Regions from separate parts of the Mus musculus genome. Here regions 2, 3 and 4 are each linked to region 1. The links are chromatin contacts, called in public promoter capture Hi-C maps. All regions are on one chromosome and are shown on one strand. The core of a region is the stretch at or near the end of the contact, and the rest is flanking DNA. Distances in the headings are between cores, read along the strand shown. Region 1 holds the start of AY512915 (cDNA sequence AY512915). Region 2 holds the start of Arl6ip5 (ADP-ribosylation factor-like 6 interacting protein 5). Region 3 holds the start of Tmf1 (TATA element modulatory factor 1). Region 4 overlaps Tafa1 (TAFA chemokine like family member 1).

Region 1 (4,792 bases), core at 1,530-4,029:
ACAGAAATCTCTGCACACAGCAGCTACAATTTATTTTCATATTCTTCGTAATTTAATGAAGCACAGTAGATGCACAGCCAAGCTCGTTTGCTGCTCTTGGGCATGTATTTCCAAAGGTCACAGATTTCACGTGGAAGTGTTACACGATAGAAGCCTTGCCAGGAGCCCTTGAGGAAAATAACATGAATTGCCTGAGACTCTAATTGGTTTTATGGCAGTGGTCAGACCAGTGGAAAAAGACATCCCAGCTGTCAAATACACAACCTGGCAGCAAATGCCAACAGCCCGCTCCACACAGAACTGCCATTTGAGAGGTGCACACAGACCCAGCCATCAGAAATTCTCCCTCCTACTAATGATTTTTCAAATCTACTTCATTGTAACTGGTTTCTCTGGAGCACACAAAGCATGTAGCTTTGACCTAGGACCGGCCACAGCTAGGCTTGGAGTAGCCACAGCCCAGAACTAGGTAGTTGTTGAGTGAGAATTTAGAGATGTACACGCTGATTAGGACACAGTTACATTATTTATTTGGCCCTCGATAGGTGTGGGGTGTTTTGTAATTACGGATGAGTTGGTGAGGGCCAAGTGGAAATCAAGAACCTCTGTCTGCCAAGAATAACAAGCCTAAGCCACGATACTGTGTCCTCCAATGACAGCCCCAGTTTTTCGTTCGGTTGTCTTGGTTTTTTTCCTATCTGAATAGTCTTCTGTAATTGTGAACCAACTCTGTCTATTGTGTTTCTTGTTTATAAGAGATGAAACCATGCAGGCCTGTGAGAACAACAAATATCGGTGGCTAGTCATTGCTGTTGACAGTTTGTGTGTGTAGCTAAAGAAAAACAAGCGAAGAACTGATCGGGATCTACTTAATACTGGCCAAGTAAGACACCTATCCACACAATCTGCAGGCAAACTCAAGGGTGTGTATATATATATATATATATATATATATATACATATATATATACACATATATATATGTATGTATGTATATGTGTGTGTGTGTGTGAGGTGGGAAATATTAAGTACTGTGCCAAGTGTCATAGCTGAAGTTCTAAGTCCCAGAAGCCTTTAAGACAGTAAACAGTTACAACCTGTCCCCTATGCTTCTCCTCTGCCTAGGACTACAGGACCAATTATCCAAAGCCGCTTTGACCTGCTCTCATTTCTTTATCATCTTCCACAGGTAGCTCAGGACAGATCAACGGGACAGACTGACCCCCACACAGCTACTCTATTTGGTGCCCAATGTTTTCTGTTTGTTTTGTTTTAACTTCCCTTGCTTGTCAGTATTTTAAGCATGAGCTGTTTCATGGAAGTACTTTCAAACGAAATCCAGATACCCTACTTCCCTTGAAAAATGAGAGGAGCTGGCAATATTGGCTTGAATCAGCCACAGCTGCAGTTGCTGTAACTGAGGACCAGCTGCTGGGACAAATGATCTCTCCAGCCCCCTACCCTGTGCCACCTGGACTGCTCTTTCGCCGCAACTTCTGATCAAACCCACAGGCATTTGGATTTCAATTCTAGCATTTTTTTTCTTATATAAAGATGGCATTCTGAACTGAGAAAGGAACACTAAAGAGGACCAGGAGACTGAACAATCAATGTCCTGGGACTAAGGACCATTTGGAACTAAGAACCATTACCATGGGAAACAGTGGGGCAAAAAGGTTAGACGCATAAGAGAAACAGGATGTGGTAGGAAGCCATGGGTCCAGCCTTCACTAGCCTAGGCAATTTGGAGTTCTCTGGGCCACCATTTCTTCATTCAGAATATATGTTTAATGGCTGGTTGTAGAACTTAAAATTCAAGTAAGTATTTTTAAGCAACCACCATGCACCAGAGACTCTTGTGAACACTGGTAGGAGAACAATAATTGAAACAAAGCCTGTATTTATGTGGCATATTTGAAGTGACATCGTGTCAACCAGAACAATGTCTGGCACATAATAAAACTCAATACATGTCAGCTATTATTATTCATGATCTGTTTTCTCCTCAAAAGTACTACTTGCCTTTGGAAGTCATAAATCCATTTAAGCTTGTGTTTTACTTCCTGGTAGTGTCGACAGAAAGCATTCAGAATGATCATGAGACTTGTCCAGGCTTAGCAGACAGGAATACGATGATTGGTTATTGATATCTGCAGGGAGCTTGAGTTATGTGCACAGAAATACATCTGGAGGTTTGGGCCATGCTGTTTGGAAGACTTCCTTTTTTATGCAAAATACACATATGTCCTTGGGAGTATTCTCAATCTTTCTCAGGTTTGGTGTTCTGGGTAAATCCAAAAACACCATGCCCCAAATTGTTCCTTTTAGCAAACAGTTCAGAATAAGGCAAAGTCATGTTCTACTGTTGCAGGGGTCAACAGAAGCACACAGCTCAAAGGCCTATGATCTAGGGGGCTTTTCAAGAATTGGCCCAACAACCTAGCTGTAGAGATGACCCTTGTAGAGCTGTAAATCCAACTCAGTGGGACAGAAGTATTCAAATGCCTGCCAGAGATAGTAGAATAGCTTGAAGAAAAACACAAGAGTTCCAACTAAGATACATAAGCCCCAGAGATCATACCAGTAAACCAACAGGCCAGGATTCTTTCTACCTGTGTCTATCCACCCCCAAATCCCAGCTTCTCCTGTCTCTCCTCACCCCACTGGTCTTCAGTCCATTCACAGTTCCAGGCCTGACAGGGTAGAAGGACGCTGCATGGTTTCTCCTTCGTAGACATACCCCAGGGTCCAGCCTCTCCAAGTTGCTCAGGAGCTAATGTGAAATCAAGCCCTTCCCAGCAATGTTAAATAGAAGCTTCCTGTGTTCCCTTGAAGCTCCCACCTGCAGCACCAGTCTGGGGGCAGTTCTTCATTGGAATCATCTGTGTCCACTCACGTGGAAGCCAAATTCACAACAGGTAGCTGTGGTAGAGGAGGTCCCTGGTGGGTGAGAGAGAGGAAGCCTTTTGTAGCTTACAGCTTACAGGTGGACAGACAAGATGACATGCTGTTTTAAGAACCGCAGGGACCTATGCAGAGCCTGGGATATGGGCTTATGTGCTAGTTCAACTTCCACACATCGCAGAGGCTGCAGGCTACTAAATTATTTTCATCCTGCTCCCCGTTAAAATAGTGCCTTACACTCCAAGCCCCATACTATTGCTTCCAGGTAAAACAAACCCTGAATTATGCCAAATTATGTCTGAAAGTCGTACCGAGCTCCTTGGTTTCCCATGTGACATGCTGGAATTTCTTGATCAGAGCTCTGAGTGCTGGTCAGTCTCACTGACCTTGAGAAGACACAGAGCTGATCTACTCAGTCTCCACTCAGTCCCTGTGCTCCAGCTCAGAGGGCTGTAAACTTTTCTAGGCGGGCCAAATAACAAATGTGTTTGGCTCTGTAGGCCACAAAACTCCTTGACCTTGTTATAATGGAAGAGAAGAAACTAGAAAATGTAAACAAATGAACACAGCTGTGAGACAATAAAACTTTATTTACAGAATAGTGGCTTGGGTTTGGCCTACTGCTGGCTAGTGTCTGGATGTTATGAATGCCATCTAAAATAAAATCATAAACATAATTAAAATATTATGACGTATTCTTGCAAATTTTTTTTCACAAGGGGGATTGCTTAGTTCTCCATTGTGAGCTTTGTAGATGACAACATTTCCTCTTGAGGTTGAAAGCTGGACACAGCTGTCTACTCGTCTCTTCCCCTGATCTAGCACACTGTGTCATTAGTGAGTCTATGTTTAGTATAAAATAGACCAGTTAAACTTCTTGCTCAGTCTCCACAAGGGCTGAAAGCAGAAGTGGATGTGTGGTGTGGCGCAGTAGGCACAGAAATGTGTGGGTGTAGGTACCCCGTTTCTGGGCACAGACAGGAAATCCAACAGCAAGAACATTTGGAGGCATTTTAAGAACTGTGACCACGTGACCATGCAACCACTTCCTAGGATTTCGCTGAAACTTCAAGGTGCCACTATGCTGTGAGCAGATGTCTTAAGCTCCATTCCAGTGACAGATTTTATTTTGGGGAATCCTGCCCAAATCCAAATGTTTATGAAATTCTTGAAACTGAGTTGAGTGGCCTTTGGCCTCTTGCTGCACCGTCTATTTAGCTAGAACACCTAGGCTGGCAGACACCTTGCCCCAGTTTGTTAAGCAAGATTGCTTTGGGACACTTCATCTATGAAATTGCTGGGGAAAAAAGTAGAAACGCTCCCCATCCGACTATTAGGCACCAGGCTTGAAAAATAAAATATGACAACCAACATGGCTGCTTACAAAATCAGCAAAAAGTGTTTATGCAATTAATCTTCATCACAGTCCTTCAGTCATGACATTAGTGTCAGACATACCCGAGAAGAAATGTAAATTGTAGGTGCGAATCGATTTACCTCATGCATTCCACAGCAATTCCACTTGCCTATGTGTACACACTTGGGGCTTGTGGATAGTTAGTTACTGGTCTTCAGAAAGATGCAAGCTTGCAAACTGATCTGAGTTGAAAAAGAAATTAATGACAAAATAGTAACACTCAAACACCAGCAGCATCAGAAAACACAGGCGTACTGGGTAGTAATGGGTAGTACTGGGTAGTACTGGGAAATACTGGGAGTAGTGGAAGGGGCAGGTCAGCAACATTCCCCACAATAGGGGGAATTGAAATAAGGCTACATTGCTCAAGTCCTCCTTTTATTGAATTTTACCATGAAGATCTAATATTATGATTTGGGATAATTTGGGAGGGGCCCCAATTAAAAAAATGAGCACAGATTGGCTTCTAAT
Region 2 (4,792 bases), core at 1,130-3,629, 1.9 Mb after region 1:
CAGTTCTGAGAAGTTGGAAGGAGAAAGTTCACTGAAGTTGTCAATGCTCACAGATTTCTCTAACAGGCGCTGGGCTCTGTGTTCTCTCCCCACCAAGGCTTATTTACCCACACTGATGCCTTAAGCTTCGGGAATTCCTCCACGCCCTCTGATTTCCTGTAACTGAATAGAGGCCTGGCAAGGCTCTATTTAGCACTCACCTCAAGGTCTCAGAGTTGAGTATTTCCTGCACTGTAGGCCCTTAGAAGACAGAGCAAGGCAAGCATTTCCCCTTTGTGACTCCCCACTGTGCCTTACCAGCATTAGGAAGGCCTTAGAATACCTGCTAGCAGGGTACTAAGCAGTCTCAACATTTTTCTCCCATTTTATCTATTCAGAGGCAACCACAATGATCAATGACAACAGGACCTGAGATCAACAGCAGCAGGTGTTTATTTTAAAAGTATAGAAAACAGGTTAAAACACTGTAAACATCAACCAGAAAAATTAAGGACTCTGCTAGCTATTTGGTTTGTTTGTTTGTTTGTTTGTTTGTTTGTTTTTGTAATAATGGGGTCTGCACACAGGACCAATGCTGCTCCATGCTAGGCAAGTTTGATCACTGAACTCTATTTCTAGCACTCTTCTCGCTTTTTATGTTGAGCCACAATCTTACCAACTTGCTCCGGCTGGCCTTGAACTCACTTTGTAATCCCTACAAGCCCTGAACTTAAAATTCTCCTGTCTTGGTCTCCGGAATAGGTCTGCCTCACCATGCCAGTTTGTATTATTACTGATAACAGTAAAATCTGTAAATGCTGCATATACTAAACACTTCCCAAACATCCCTCATTTAGCCTCTGTGGCAGATTTTCTACTAACCCCGGTTTACCTAAGAATCAAGGAAGGCTGGGGGAAGTTAAGACATTCCTCCACTGGCCTGGAGAGATGACTCAGAGGTTAAGAGCATTTGCTGTCCTTTCAGAGGACCCAGATTCAAGTCCCAGTTCCCACGTGGCAGCTTAGAATCATCTGTAACTCCAGTTCCAAGAGCTCTGGCACCCTCTTCTGACCTCAGCAGGCACAAAGCATGCGGGTACAGCACATACACAATGCAGGCAAGACATTCATTCACAATAAATTAGTTTTGTTTTGATTTTTTAGGAACTACTTTTCTCCAAAGTAAATTGCTGGAGTCCATTGCCAGGCTATCCTAAACACCAGTGGCAGAAGACATTTTCATAAAGCCCCCAATGATTTCCTCAACTGCCTTTCTAATCAGCTAAACAACTAAGTCTGACTTCGCCTCAAGTATATTTTACTACTCTTTGTTTTAGGGTAAGTTGGTGGTCTTAGTAGAGCACTTTGAGTTTGGTTAAAAATTAACAGTTGCAAATTTAGAAACACTGTTACCTTAGGCACTGCCATCTTAGAAGCCTAGGAGTCAGGGGGATCCTGGACACCACAAGAAAACAACCCACAGCATCAACTAAGCAGGGCTCATAGGCGCTCACAGAAACTGAAGCGGCTAGCACAGGGCCTACGTGTGTCTGTGCTAGGTTCTCTGTGTATGTGTTATGGTTGTGTAGCTTGGTGGTCTTGTAGAAGTTGTTTTCTTAGGTAAATGTTATTTGTTTAATATTGGAATAAAACTAAGAAACCTTTCTGGCCTGGGAAGCCATGTTTCTGCCCAGGAACACAGAGCACCTCCAGCAGCTGTCTGCTTTGAAGCTGCTAAGAGCTCGCTCAGGAAGAAGTGAAGTCATCCGCTTCTATCTATCTTCTATCTATAACGATGGCACAACGGTTCAGTAATTTTGCCACAGGACAGCAGAAATGAAGGGCGAAGAAAAAGGCGAGCTGGCAATCACTTTATTTCAGTTCACTTCAGTCAAACCCTTGCTCCCATTTTTTTTTTTTCTAGTGTGATTTCACACAAAGTGACTCATGAAAATTGCACGCATATGTGGGGAGATTAGCAATACCGGACTTCAGTGACACTGAGGCCGGCTTCCATTCCATTCCACTTATATTGACAGCTGAACAGCTGCTTTTTTTTTTTTTTTTTTTTTTTTTTTTTTTTTTTTTTTCTCCCTTCAGGGCAAAGAACACACACAAGCGATGTGTTTAAAAAGAGATGGTTTGTATTTAAACTGCCAGAGAGAACTGACACCACCTTTAGTTTAGGTAGGGGATTTCCGCTAGTTACTTTTTGTCCTAACATTGGATAAAGCCCACTGCTCTGAGTCACTAACCACTTCCAGCCAATCACAGACAGACCAACACACCCGCCCGCAGCCAATTTTCTGAGCCCTGCCGTGCTTTAACCGCAGAACCAATCCGAAGGACCCGCTGTCATCTTTCATCCAGCTGGTTGTCGCTGCCGCCGCCTCCAGATTCCGAAGGCGAAGCTCGCGAAGCAGAGGAACATGGACGTGAACCTCGCCCCGCTCCGTGCCTGGGACGATTTCTTCCCGGGCTCTGATCGTTTCGCCCGGCCGGACTTCAGGGACATTTCCAAATGGAACAACCGTGTAGTGAGCAATCTGCTCTATTACCAGACCAACTACCTGGTGGTGGCTGCCATGATGATTTCGGTTGTTGGGTAAGTGGGGTCTTCTGCCTGGAGCACCTGTCCAGGGTCAGGACGTAGGGACCACGAGGACAAGATCGCGAAATGCAAGACTAGGTCCACACGGAGCGCCTGCCTCAGGGAAGGGTCTCGGGAAGTGGCCCACCCAGTGGAAACTTGTTCTCAGGGCGAGGCCACAGCTCTCTGAGGTCCCCTTTCTTTCTCTTTTTGCTCTAGAGGCTTGAGCAGGGACCCTGGGAGGGAAGAGGTGAGGAAAACGCTGAGAACTTGGGACAATGAGAACTACCCCCTCCCACGTCCCCGTGCTGAAGATATTCGCCTGTCAGATGTTTGTAGCACAGTGGGTGTTTTAAAAATAAGAAAAAATGTGGTGGTGTTGTAACCTTGTCCTGGGGCTGCCTAGCAAAGCCTGGAGTGACAGGGTGTGGACCCAGGGCTGTGTTTAAGTGGCCTCTCCGGCTAATGTCTGTCTATACTGTACATAGAACTGAGCTTCCGCTCAGGCGGATGCGAGTCTCCTGGTGGCGCATCTTCCCCTGTGAGGTGACTCTGGAAACGAGGCCCCCTGACATTTTCTTTTCCCCTAGAAGTTGCCGGACACGGTCGCTTTAGCTTTGCTCCTTAGCCTGGGGTCTTAAACATCTCTGAAGGCCTTTTCGATGCTGGTTAAGAAGTTTCCTGTGCTAAGTAAGGTTATACGTGAACATTCTGGCGCACATACACGTACACATTTCCGCACCTGTTTCCTGAGAAGCTGTTTTTCCTTGTAGGTTACCCTTTAAAAATGCTTCTTCCACCTTTTAACAAAATAAATGGTTATATTCGCCATTTTATTATCTCTTATACGAATTTAAATAGAAGGTTTTACAAAACACCCTCTTGCCCTAAAAGAAGTCCTTTTCTAAGGTTTCTCTTTCCGAACAAACCCAAAGAGAAAGAGAAGCTGCTAGGGAGAAAAACAAAAAACAATCCCAAAAAGGAGAGAGAAGAGATGCACACTCGGGGCTCTTAGGAAGGGGTGCGTGATAAGGCGCTGTCTTAAGTTGGCCTGAGGTTAGCTGGCTTATTTACTTAGCTACCTCTGGGCACCAGATCCCACGCCAAGCTCTGAGCGCACCAAGATGAATCAGACTTGAATTCTGGCCCAGGGACACATGGCATTTGCTGAGCCTCAAAAGGAGCAAACTCACAGCACGGAGGAGACTGGCAAGCTTCCTCATTTCCAGGCGTGGTTCGGAGTGGTCACCGGTTCTCAAATGTGGGCTCCATGTGAGATCTTAGCTGTGTGTGGCTGAAGGAACTGCCAACTCTGGGGATGGCGTAGTGTGCAGAGGACACAGGCTCTAGCGGACTCTGACTAAACGGGCAGCTGAGCAACCATTAGTCAGGGGAAGAAAGCCAGAGGCAGTTGTTCCTGAACCTGCCCCCAAAACTCTGCTTCTTCCCAGAGGACAGACTTCACAAAGTCGCTTCTTTAAAATAAAATAACTAGCTGGGCACTGCTGGTGCACGCCTTCGATCTCAGCATTTGGGAGGCAGAGGCAGTCGAATCTCTGTGAGTTCAAGGCCAGCTTGGTCTCCAGAGCAAGTATGAGTATAGTTGGGGATACACAGAGAAACCCTATCTTGAAAATCCAACAAAACAAAACCAAAGAACTCTAATAATGGGTTTACATCTCTTGTAAACTTTCATATTCTTTTCTTCCTCTTTGGTGGTTACCTAGTTATGGGGTGGATTATCTTCTCTTAAATAGAAAGGTTTGACACAGACCAATCAAATATACAAGGAAAAAATAAATAAAATCCCCCTCCCCTCACACTCAAAGCATTATATGTCCAGACTCCAGCACAGCCCTGGTCACCTTGTGGCCTTCATAGAACCCATTTTTCACAGTCAGCTCTTAACTAAATATAGCTCTCTCATTATGATCTTAGGCCACTGAACCTGGCAGTCTGGAGTCTTCACCTTTCTCATTTCTATGTCACATAGAACTATTAATTGTTAGCTACGTCTTTGAAGATAAAGAGAAAAGTACCTGTTGTTATATATCTGCAAAGAGCAGGCAAGGCATAGTAGCTTATGCTTATAAACCCAGCACTCCAGAGGCCGAGGCAGGAGGATTGCATGAGTTCCAGACCAACCAGAAACATAAAAATTTCTTTATACCCCAGAATAATTTGAGCCTGTAACCTTAATTTGTTTCTTTTTCTATACATCTC
Region 3 (4,792 bases), core at 628-3,127, 1.8 Mb after region 1:
TACATGCTTAAAGTAGTGATCAAGGCTGTACAGCCAGTGTGAAATCCCAGGCACATGGCTCATCTCACAAAGACAGTTCAAATCTTCACTAACAGGCACATGCAGTCACAGCACTATCCAGCCACACGCTCATTTTATTCTTGTAACATTATAAACTAAACAGACAGCAATGCTCAAAACTTAACCTGAGATAATAGAGACAGTCTTTTTCAAAAATCATAATTAAACTGATGAGAACAGTGAGTTCTAGTGAATGAATTCACTTTTATGTACTTAATGACCAGTCTGCAAGTTCCCCTCTCTTAAACCCCAAATTATTTTTTCCACATTTTTTAAGATAGCAAAATTACCAAAACTCTGCAATTAGAAGCTTATGGAAAGGGTACACAGACTTCCTGAGGAAGAAAAAAAAAAAAAAAACAACTCAAGAAGCCCTTTAATAAAATCTGCCTCTTAACGTGATTCCACAGCTATGAGGAATGAAGAGTGTTGGGGAAACTGAACTGGGAACAGAGTTTTACATTTATTTGTTCAGTGTGTGAAACCAGAAAACAAAGCTTAAGGCAAGATTAGGTCTTCGAGGTAGCTAATTAGCATCCTCACGGATACCAGGGTTTAACTTTGCCTCTTGAAAAATGTGGTACAAAATTATAGTAACCACACATCCACTTAAACTATTCCTATTCTTCAGACCCATGTTGTTTTGTAATCTAAAACACAACAGATGATCAATGAAAATAGCATTCAAGAAAGCATATTCCATTTCAGACAACCTGCCCTCTAAAATAAATTATACAGCACTATCCATGTCTCAGATTTCGCCCGGGGCGGGGGATAATGAGTATCTTTTTATTTGAAACATCTGATCTTAAGTTTAGTAACTCCAGCTCTGGGGTCCAACCACAAAAAGGCGAGCTTCCCAATAGCAAGGTGCCACAGAGAATGAAATAAGATCACGATATATCTACAGTCATACATAAACTACGTTATCAATGATTCAACTTAGGTCCCGAGTTTTCAACAATGTACATCTAAAACCAGAAACCACAGTTAACTTTCATCCAAAGGTTTGCCCCAGTGTCTGTTGCTACACACGAAAAGTGCTCCAGACTCCCTTAGACGTAAAGACACAAGCAACCGAATAATCCTGGAAAGAGTAATTTCAGTTCATCTGAAAGATCTGGTGCTGCAAAAAGGGCTACAGTTGGGAACTCTTGGAGCACAAATTCTCTTGGGACTCTGCCCCGTACAGACTGTGCCTCACCTGGAGAAAGTTATGCATTCTGAGTTTCGGTTAGCTCCTCTGTAGAACACGGGGTCTACCATCCCTGACTCGGGTTGTTTTGAGACGGTGAACTTTTTGTAAACAAAGTCTTTTGTGTTCCTTAAACGCTTCCCGCGGGGCTCCGGGACTGGGGATTTACAAGGCTCGGACCTAGGGCGCCAAGGCGGAAGACGCCTAGCAATTGGGGATCTGGGGCTGTGCTCCTGACTCTGTAGTCAGGGGCCTGGGGCCAGGACCAGAGCTCGAGCTGACACCTGAGGTCAGCAGGACCCGCACCGGGGCCGAGGCGTGCGGGACTGGGGTCCGACAGCAGGCAGGCAGGCAGGCGCGACACCCCGGGACCCGCTTACCCGGCTCGCCGTACGGGATGGCCTCGGCCCAGGCGCTCGGCTCCTCCTCCTGGATGTCCAGGACCCTGTCGATGGACTTCTGGGCCTGGGACAGGGCCTGCTTGGCGAAGCTGGACAACTGCGAGGCATTGAACCAGCTCATGGCCCCTCCTCAGCGCCGGCTCCGGCCGGCTCCGGCGGCCTCAGCGGCGGCCCCGGCCCCACCGCCTCCCGCGGCCGCGCGGCGCTGCGAGCCTTCCGCACAGCTGAGCCGGGCCCCGCCGCGCATGCGCCGCCCTTCCACGTACACAACCACCAGATCCGGGAGCCGAGTTCCGCCCAGACGGAAGGACGGAGGCGGTAGCGTGAAGCCACATCCGGGAGCGGAGCGGAGCCCTTAGTTACCAGCCGCCTCTGGGCTTCATGGCCGTTCTCAACTGAGGGACGCGATCTGCGCCGAGGCCCAGACCTCCGGGAGCGACCAGAGCCGCGTGTGCCTCGCTATAATCCCGGCGGCTAGGCCTCACACTTATTAATCTTGGTACTCAAAAAGTAGTTGGCCAGTTCTCGCCTGGCCTGGATGTCTATGCCTGACTTGATGGGCACGGTCCCCAGGTCCTGGAACATTAACAGATGAAACCACCTCCCTCTCAACCTAATTCTGTCATCTGAATGGCGTTCATCAGCACACTCCTATGTTAAGAGGTGGGGCTTTAAGGAACTTTCTGGGTCACGAGATGACTGTGACACCCACGGGAAAGAGATGAATGCCCTATTAAGAGGTGCCTACGCCCTCTCAAGCATAACATACCAAGGTCACGCCAGCCATGAACTAGAAATAGATGGCTCTCATCAGCTGTGCTCGTCTTGGACCTCCCAGTCACAAGAACAGTAAAAATCAAGTTTCTGTAGCCTATGAGCCAGCCACTTTATGGCAGTTTGTAACAGCGGTTTGGATGGGTTAAGCCACTTGGCAAGCAATAAAATATTAACCCATCAGTACATACTGTGCACACTGCCTAAAAGATACAGCTTGTATGCTCTCTTTCCCACACTTGGTCATGGGAGAAAATTTAAAGTCGATGGCCTTCCTTGTCCAGTCAGCAGCTGTTTGGTTTGGTTCTAATAATGCTAAAGAAAAATTTTCTACCAGCATTTAAAGGCTAAATTTAATTCAAGCATTAGCCCTTTGTGAAAAGAGACTCCTACCCTACACAAAGAACCACGGGTACTTAAGGAATGCCGAAGCTAGGAATGGGGTAAATCTTCCCCTGGGAAGGTTACACACTACCAAATGAGCAGCCCCGAAATCATCATACAGACTGAGGGTTGTACTAATTAATGCATTTGAGAACGCATATGTATACACACTTATATACTTAACAGTTAATAAAAGAGACTTAATTTGAGAGAGAGCAATAGAGGTCTATGAAAAAGTTTAGAGGGACGGAAGGGAAAGGGGAAATGTAATTTTATCCCCCAAAACATTCCCTAGGACTACCAGAACTACTAACAGGATGGCTTAAAATGACAGAAATGCTTTTGTGGTTTGGAGCCAGAAGTCTGAAGTTGTTCACTGGAGCTGTCCTCCCTCTGAAATCTTCATGGAGAATGCACCATGCTTCTCCTAGCTTCAAGTCTGCAGTCAATCCTTTTGTTCCCTGGGTACAGGTACAGCACTCCATTGTCTAATCTTCCTCCCACATCCCTCTCACCTCTTCTAATAGGGATGCCTACCTTATCAGATTGGGTCCTCTGTATTATATCTGCAATGACTCTATTCTAATTAAGGAAGGGAGGGAGGGAGGGAGGGAGGGAGGGAGGGAGGGAGGGAGGGAGGGAGGGTTAGTTGCATCCTAAAGGGCTTAAGAGCCCTATTCTGGTTCAGAGCTGGCATTTGGTAGTATGTACATTCTGTTTTAAAGGGCAATGGCACCATCCTTAGACCTCTTAATAGGGTGCTAATCCTTTTTCCACGGGTGTCACCTAGTGACAAAGAATGACTGAACTAAAATTTCCTTTGACAATTATTTTCACACAATTTTCCATGTATCTGCCAACTCATTCTAAGAGCTCTGTACAACACATTATCTGCCTGCTCCCTGAGTATCTGTTTTGCACTGCAAGAAGCTAAGCTATAAGACTTTTCCTTAACAACAAAAAATTTCATATCCATGGCAAGTTATCTTCCAGTAACTTTATCCCACAGTATTGCAATTTTGAGCATGTTAATGACAGACTTGTGGCTAGAGGATGCTTCTGTTGAACCCAGGTCCTAGTTCTTCGAAGATCTATGTGTACCTGAAAAGAACGAAGTGGGGAGTGGGGGTTGTCACAGAAGGAAATCCAGAAGACAAAGCTGAGCCTGAGGGTGAAGCAAATCAGGCAAACAGGAAAAGCCAGATCATGAAGCAAAAAAGAAGAGCCTGAGAGTGGGAAAAGCCACAAGACGAGGGCACCCCAGAATCTTAGCAAGCTGAAGAGTGCCCTATGCCAATGTCACAGGCTGAGGAAAGCGAGGAGGAAGTGGTTTTCATAAAAAGAAACATGTAGGATGTGTTGCTATGAGTGGCAAAAATGGTAGTGAAAAGGTTGAAGGAGGTTCCAAAGGGTCTTATGTCCTCTAACTTTAATACATTTGTCCTTGGACCCTGACTTCTCTGCAGAGAGTATCGCAGGCCTTGCCTGCTCTGGTAGATTTTGCAAGCCCTGTGCTTTAACTTTAATTTTGCTTATCAGTATATTACTACCTTTATTAGAAGCCCCGAGTCTTCAAACATCACTCTGTCAGCACAGGGTTTCAACTCATGTGCATGTACATAAAGTATATAGATCCACAGGAAAACTATCTTTGCACATTATACTAATTCCTGGTAACTATACAAGTTGTGTAATTGTACTAAATAGCCCAATTCCTTTCAAAGAGCTTAGCTGAGTATGTAAGGAGTTGAGGCCTATTAGAATTCCTGTCTCAATACTTCTAAATGCACAGCACTGGGCCAATGACAGAAACCTTTCAAAGTTATTTTCCAAGTTTTATGATGAAAATATTGTTGCCTTTTATTACAGCATCTTTAAGAAGGAGGCACTCAGTGTTAATAATCTTCACCTTTAAAAAGACTCAGCTCTTAGAAGGCAAATGCAGGCAGATCTGAGTTTCAGGCAAGCCTTGTCTACA
Region 4 (4,792 bases), core at 1,486-3,985, 1.2 Mb after region 1:
TGTGGGAAAATGAAATTCCAAGAGTTCCCCGTGCTTTTAGAATACTAGAAGACACCATATTTACTTTCTTACTGATGAGGGTGCGAGTTACTCATGATTCTTTTGCATTGAGACTAAGAGAGTCAGGAGGAGTCTCCTGCTTTCTAGTTTGTTCTTGAAGGCTGCTACCACAGGGATTAAGGAAGAAAAGGCAGCTTTGTAGTAAGGAAGCTGCTATCCTTTCGGGGAAGGTGTGGAAGAGGGAGTAAACTCAGGATAATTGTAGTTATAAATATTAAACCGAGAGTTGAGGATATGAGTCTGTCTCAAAACAGCAGATGTGTCTGGGATAAAGGTTTAGGATTAAGTAACCAGCCTTAGGCAGTTGGTGGGCAAGGTCTTGGGAATGAATCCCACCTCTCATTGAGCCTGAGGTTTATGAAGTCTCATAGACAAATGCCTAGACAACAGCACATTAATCCAAAAAATGGAACTGAAAAAAAAAAAAAAGAATAACCAAGTAAGAGTGAAGTGAATTCAGATGTCTAGGTAGTGTAAAAGACAAATACGTGAATTTCTAAGAAGCATCAAGTATGGATAATATAAGGTCCACTATTTGGAAATTCAGATTCTCTTGCTGATATTAATTACTTTGAGTGGAGCTATAGGACAATGCTGGATAATAATAGTGATTTTGTAACCCTTCCTACATTCCAGGAACAATGCTAAGCCCCATATGTTTTAACTGCATTAAAGCAACAGTCTGAGTGTGTCAGACCAGTCTGGTCAGTCCTCTCTGCATCTGTCCCAAACCATAAGCTTAGAGTCAGTTGCATATTCTGTGTGCCAGTCCAATCTGGCCAGTTTGCACTACCTCAGTCCACTTATACCACATCCAACTGCCAGCCCTTGTATGGGGGCATTCATCCTGTGCCCAGATCGAATTTGAAAAGTATAACTCTCACTCTTGATCAAAGAAGCCTCTTTTTGTAGCAGACAAGGACCATTCCAGGAAACCACAGCTACTAAGAACAACTTACTATGGGGTTCCCAGCCCCAATAGATACATTTATAGTCCAAGTCCAGAGCGTATGGGTAAGGCACAGGTATCATCAAGAAGAAAGGACAGAAAGATTGTGAAGACCAATATACCTGCTGTGAGATTGTGTCTTCATATGTACCAGGAAAGCTGCACTTAGGAAAGTACAACAGTCTAGCTGCCTTAATAAGACCAAACAGTGGCAATACCAGTTGACATGCCATTGTGAATAGGGGAAATTTCACAGAGCACCACACTAGATGAACAGTTCCAAGTAGTCATTGTTACTGAGAAAAAGAGGGTCAGTGTTTGGTTATCCAGTCTCAAGTGGTCAACCCAAAGACATATGCAGATATATACATATGAACAACAGCATATATATGAACTAAATAAACTCAGTCCCAGGGGATCCAAGCACTGTAATGCATGTATTGTATTCAGATACATACAGGAAAAACCCTCATGTACATAAAAAAACAAATATTTTGAAAACTACACAGATATAATAGGACTACTGGTGGCCTAAGCTTAGGAATAATATGTTTTATGGTAAAAAGACAGGCCCAGTGGAGTTTTACTATCAAGGTGTTCCTAGATATGCATGGTGTTAACAGAGAGGGCATCTGAGTGATGGGTGATCTGGTGGTTCCTTCCCCAAATGCACAATAAAACCCATGAGCGAGATGAAATGGCTAAGAATGGTAAAGGTCTGAAGGTCCTCGAGGGATGTAAGGATATAGCCAGAAGCCTTTTAACTTTAAGGTGTATAGTAACCTTTCTCTATTTACTGTTAATGAAACATGACATCTTCTCTAGTCCTTACTCAACTATAAAAGGTATTTTAAACTTGAAACTCTTATTTAGCACCCCCCAAACATATCTACTTAACACCAAGAAAGTGTCCCACAGTTTATGTTGAGCAGATCCATGAATACTAAGACAGGACCAAAACTTGGGGGTCAGTATGCTCTGGTCAAAGAGGACCATTTTGTCTTGCATCAAGGAGACTTTCCCAGGCATGTGTGAAATTGATTGTAAATCACTCGTGTTGTTTTCTGGCTATTGGACATGCTCATTTAGCATATTTAATGTGTTTCTGACATTTACAAAGTGTCTAGCAAGCTTCGGACAATCATTATTTGAAGCATTTTATTGAAAGTACCCCTGAGTAGTTCCTAAACACTGCATTCTGTTTCAATCGATGCTGAATATCCCTGAAGAGGGAATTGTAAATGTTGAATACTGTAGCTGTCAATCACGAGCTCACATATTCCTTGTTTGAATGATGATATATTTTCATCTGAAACAGTACACATATCTAGGTGTTTGGTTTTTTTTCCTCCCGCTGCTATGGCAATGCTTTATTTCACTAAGACTGGGAGAGAAATGGATTAATCTCCAGAGACAAGAGCATTTGCTGACCTTGAACACTAGCAGACTCAAGGCTTTTGAGTTCTTTGAAGAATGATGGGGTTTGAGTGGGTCAGATGTAGTGTCCCAAACACTCTGTCTTGACAAAGGAGCCATCGCAGAGTCCTTTGCCCTTCTGCAATTTGTGCTGGGGATTGACAGGCCCTACATTAGGATGGGAGAGTGTGTGCAATCTGAAAATGCAGCACATTTCAAAAATGACAGAAAGGGTGCACATTAGAAAGGCAACTCCTCTTGGTGCCACACAGTCACTCTCTTCCTGTGATCAAAATGCAAACTGTAGCACTGTTCTTGGCAACTCCGGCGCATCCCATATCCACAGAAGAAGGATGAGCCTGAACCAGCAGGTGAGTGGGGTGTGGAGTGGCAACAGACATGGTAGGTGCAGAATGCAAATATGAATCTTGTGGTCATTAATTCCGTTTGATCGAGTATCTGTGAAGAATGTCAACTCTATCTAATGAGGAAATGTGCAGCAAAGCCATTTGGCAATGGGCAGCAGACTTTTTGTAAGCATCTGGCATGGGAATAATTTGACAAACAGCAATATGCCAGATTTGTGCTAGATAATTTTAAAGAAACTATTTGTAAGGCTTTATACTCATTATTCCCGGGATGTTGATCACCAACATCATGATTCAAATGACAGTTACCTACAAGGGGATTGTTATGGCTGAAGCATTACCATTCCCCACAGACCTCCATACACTTACCCTATATTGACAGAAACACCAGTGGCTCTCATGACCTCTTGCCTTGGTACCTTGGAACTTCAATCTTGGGAATTGCTTGGTAAAGTGGAAGGAATGAAATGAGAAATGAATTCTTCACACATTGCTTGGAAGGAGAACCACTGACAGGCATTCTCAACCAATAGGACTCCACTGTAAATGCAGAGCACAGGCGCAGCTGTGGTGGTAAAGGAACAGTCAGTAACTTCAAAACATGTGCCACTTGTCAGCTAGTTAGCTGGCTAGTCAGTTGAAACGTTTAACAAGAATAGGGGGGCAGCTCTGTAAGGATGTCCCACTCTCTCTGTAAGAAATAGAACCAATATGTGTCGTCTCTGTCTTTAAACACTGCCTATTCTAGCCATATATGCACTTGTCTGGACTGTCACCTGGTTCTAAGCACCTTGATCCCTCTATTCACCCACTCCTCAGTTGTTCCCATTGGTCTTAATGTCTTTCTTGCTATCTTTGATCTCAAGATCAGCTATTTCAAACATCCTTATTGCTAAGCCTTGATCTCCAAAGCCATCAGCTATGTCTATTCACTGTTTTCCATTGTTGAAGCCCCGCTATGGGTTAATAGAGACATTGAAGTCCTTTTCTGAGCTTTCTGAGTCTTTTCTTGAGCAGTTTAGACCCTATGAAAACTGCTTCATCCACCCTTCCCTGTGCTCAGTGGCAGTGTTTTGTTATTGTTGACGCCAGTTCATAGCAACTGCTTTTTGAGACTGCTGCTTTGCTTCTTACTTCCCCATGACTGGGATCCCTGTGGACAGCTTCAGCAGAGTTTGCAAGGGATTGCTAAGAACATATCCAGGGAGCTGAGAAAGGAGGATTGGGAAGTCAAGAAGTCAAGGCTAGCCTAGGCTACCTGGTGAGATTCCCGTGTGAAAATGAGAGGGGATGAGGGGGAGGGGACAGACAGGCAGAGTCAGAAGGAGAGAGGGAGAGGGAGAGGGAGAGGGAGAGGGAGAGGGAGAGAGAGAGAGAGAGAGAGAGAGAGAGAGAGAGAGAGAGAGAGAGAGAGAGAGACTGACTCAAGAATTATAGTATAATCAATTTAAACTTATTCCTAAGTAGCTAACAAATGAATGAAACTTACAGTCATTTTATTTGACTTTGACAATCATCGGGGTAACCCTTAATCTACTCTTGTAACTGCTGACCTGGCTACCTTTCCAGCAGTGACCCCCAACTGTTTGCTGTATCTCTGGCCATGTGCTCATGTTCTAGCTCTCCCTACTGTGGCTTCCTCTCCTCTCCTCTCTTCTCCTCTCTTCTCCTCTCTTCTCCTCTCCTCTCCTCTCCTCTCCTCTCCTCTCCTCTCCTCTCCTCTCCTCTCCTCTCCTCTCCTCTCCCCTGCTCTCCTCTCCCCTGCTCTCCTCTCCCCTGCTCTCCTCTCCCCTGCTCTCCTCTCCCCTGCTCTCCTCTCCCCTGCTCTCCTCTCCCCTGCTCTCCTCTCCTCTCCTCTTCTCCTCTAGTTTTTCCTCATTCCTCCCTGATCTCTCTTCTCTCCTCTCACTTCTCCACCCCTAACCAGATAACTCAAACCCACCTACTTCTAATCCCTCCAGTAATTGGCTGTAGCCAATTTTATTTAACTAGTAGTTTT

The links. Promoter capture Hi-C pulls out the DNA fragments that hold promoters and counts their contacts.
Region 2: a contact with region 1 is called in a promoter capture Hi-C map of hippocampal neurons, with 5 times the contacts expected there. The contact joins the promoter of Arl6ip5 here to the promoter of AY512915 in region 1. A contact is called at or near these places in 2 of 39 promoter capture datasets (the HPC-7 cell line and hippocampal neurons).
Region 3: a contact with region 1 is called in a promoter capture Hi-C map of hippocampal neurons, with 7 times the contacts expected there. The contact joins the promoter of Tmf1 here to the promoter of AY512915 in region 1. A contact is called at or near these places in 2 of 39 promoter capture datasets (cranial neural crest and hippocampal neurons) and 1 of 115 datasets of contacts at active chromatin or transcription factors (astrocytes).
Region 4: a contact with region 1 is called in a promoter capture Hi-C map of hippocampal neurons, with 2.8 times the contacts expected there. The contact joins the enhancer-like site here to the promoter of AY512915 in region 1. A contact is called at or near these places in 5 of 39 promoter capture datasets (the C10 cell line, cranial neural crest, hippocampal neurons and 1 more).

What each region holds. Positions count from the first base shown.
Region 1 is chr6:95,331,214-95,336,005 of GRCm38.p6, forward strand. It overlaps AY512915 (cDNA sequence AY512915), which reads right to left and starts at 2,780. Exons shown (of 4, transcript NR_033559.1): 1 at 2,660-2,780.
Region 2 is chr6:97,208,413-97,213,204 of GRCm38.p6, forward strand. Arl6ip5 (ADP-ribosylation factor-like 6 interacting protein 5) reads left to right here and starts at 2,380. Exons shown (of 3, transcript NM_022992.2): 1 at 2,380-2,584. The coding sequence starts at 2,409.
Region 3 is chr6:97,177,247-97,182,038 of GRCm38.p6, forward strand. It overlaps Tmf1 (TATA element modulatory factor 1), which reads right to left and starts at 1,878. Exons shown (of 17, transcript NM_001081111.2): 1 at 1,636-1,878. The coding sequence starts at 1,777.
Region 4 is chr6:96,547,801-96,552,592 of GRCm38.p6, forward strand. All of the region lies in intron 3 of Tafa1 (TAFA chemokine like family member 1), which reads left to right. Among named protein-coding and RNA genes, the nearest start is that of Gm26011, 11 kb to the right of the region's middle. Within about 2 kb of position 2,736, at least 4 of the 459 cell types and tissues checked have an H3K27ac peak or open chromatin away from gene starts, as enhancers often do. A contact at or near this core is called in hippocampal neurons, where this site is marked.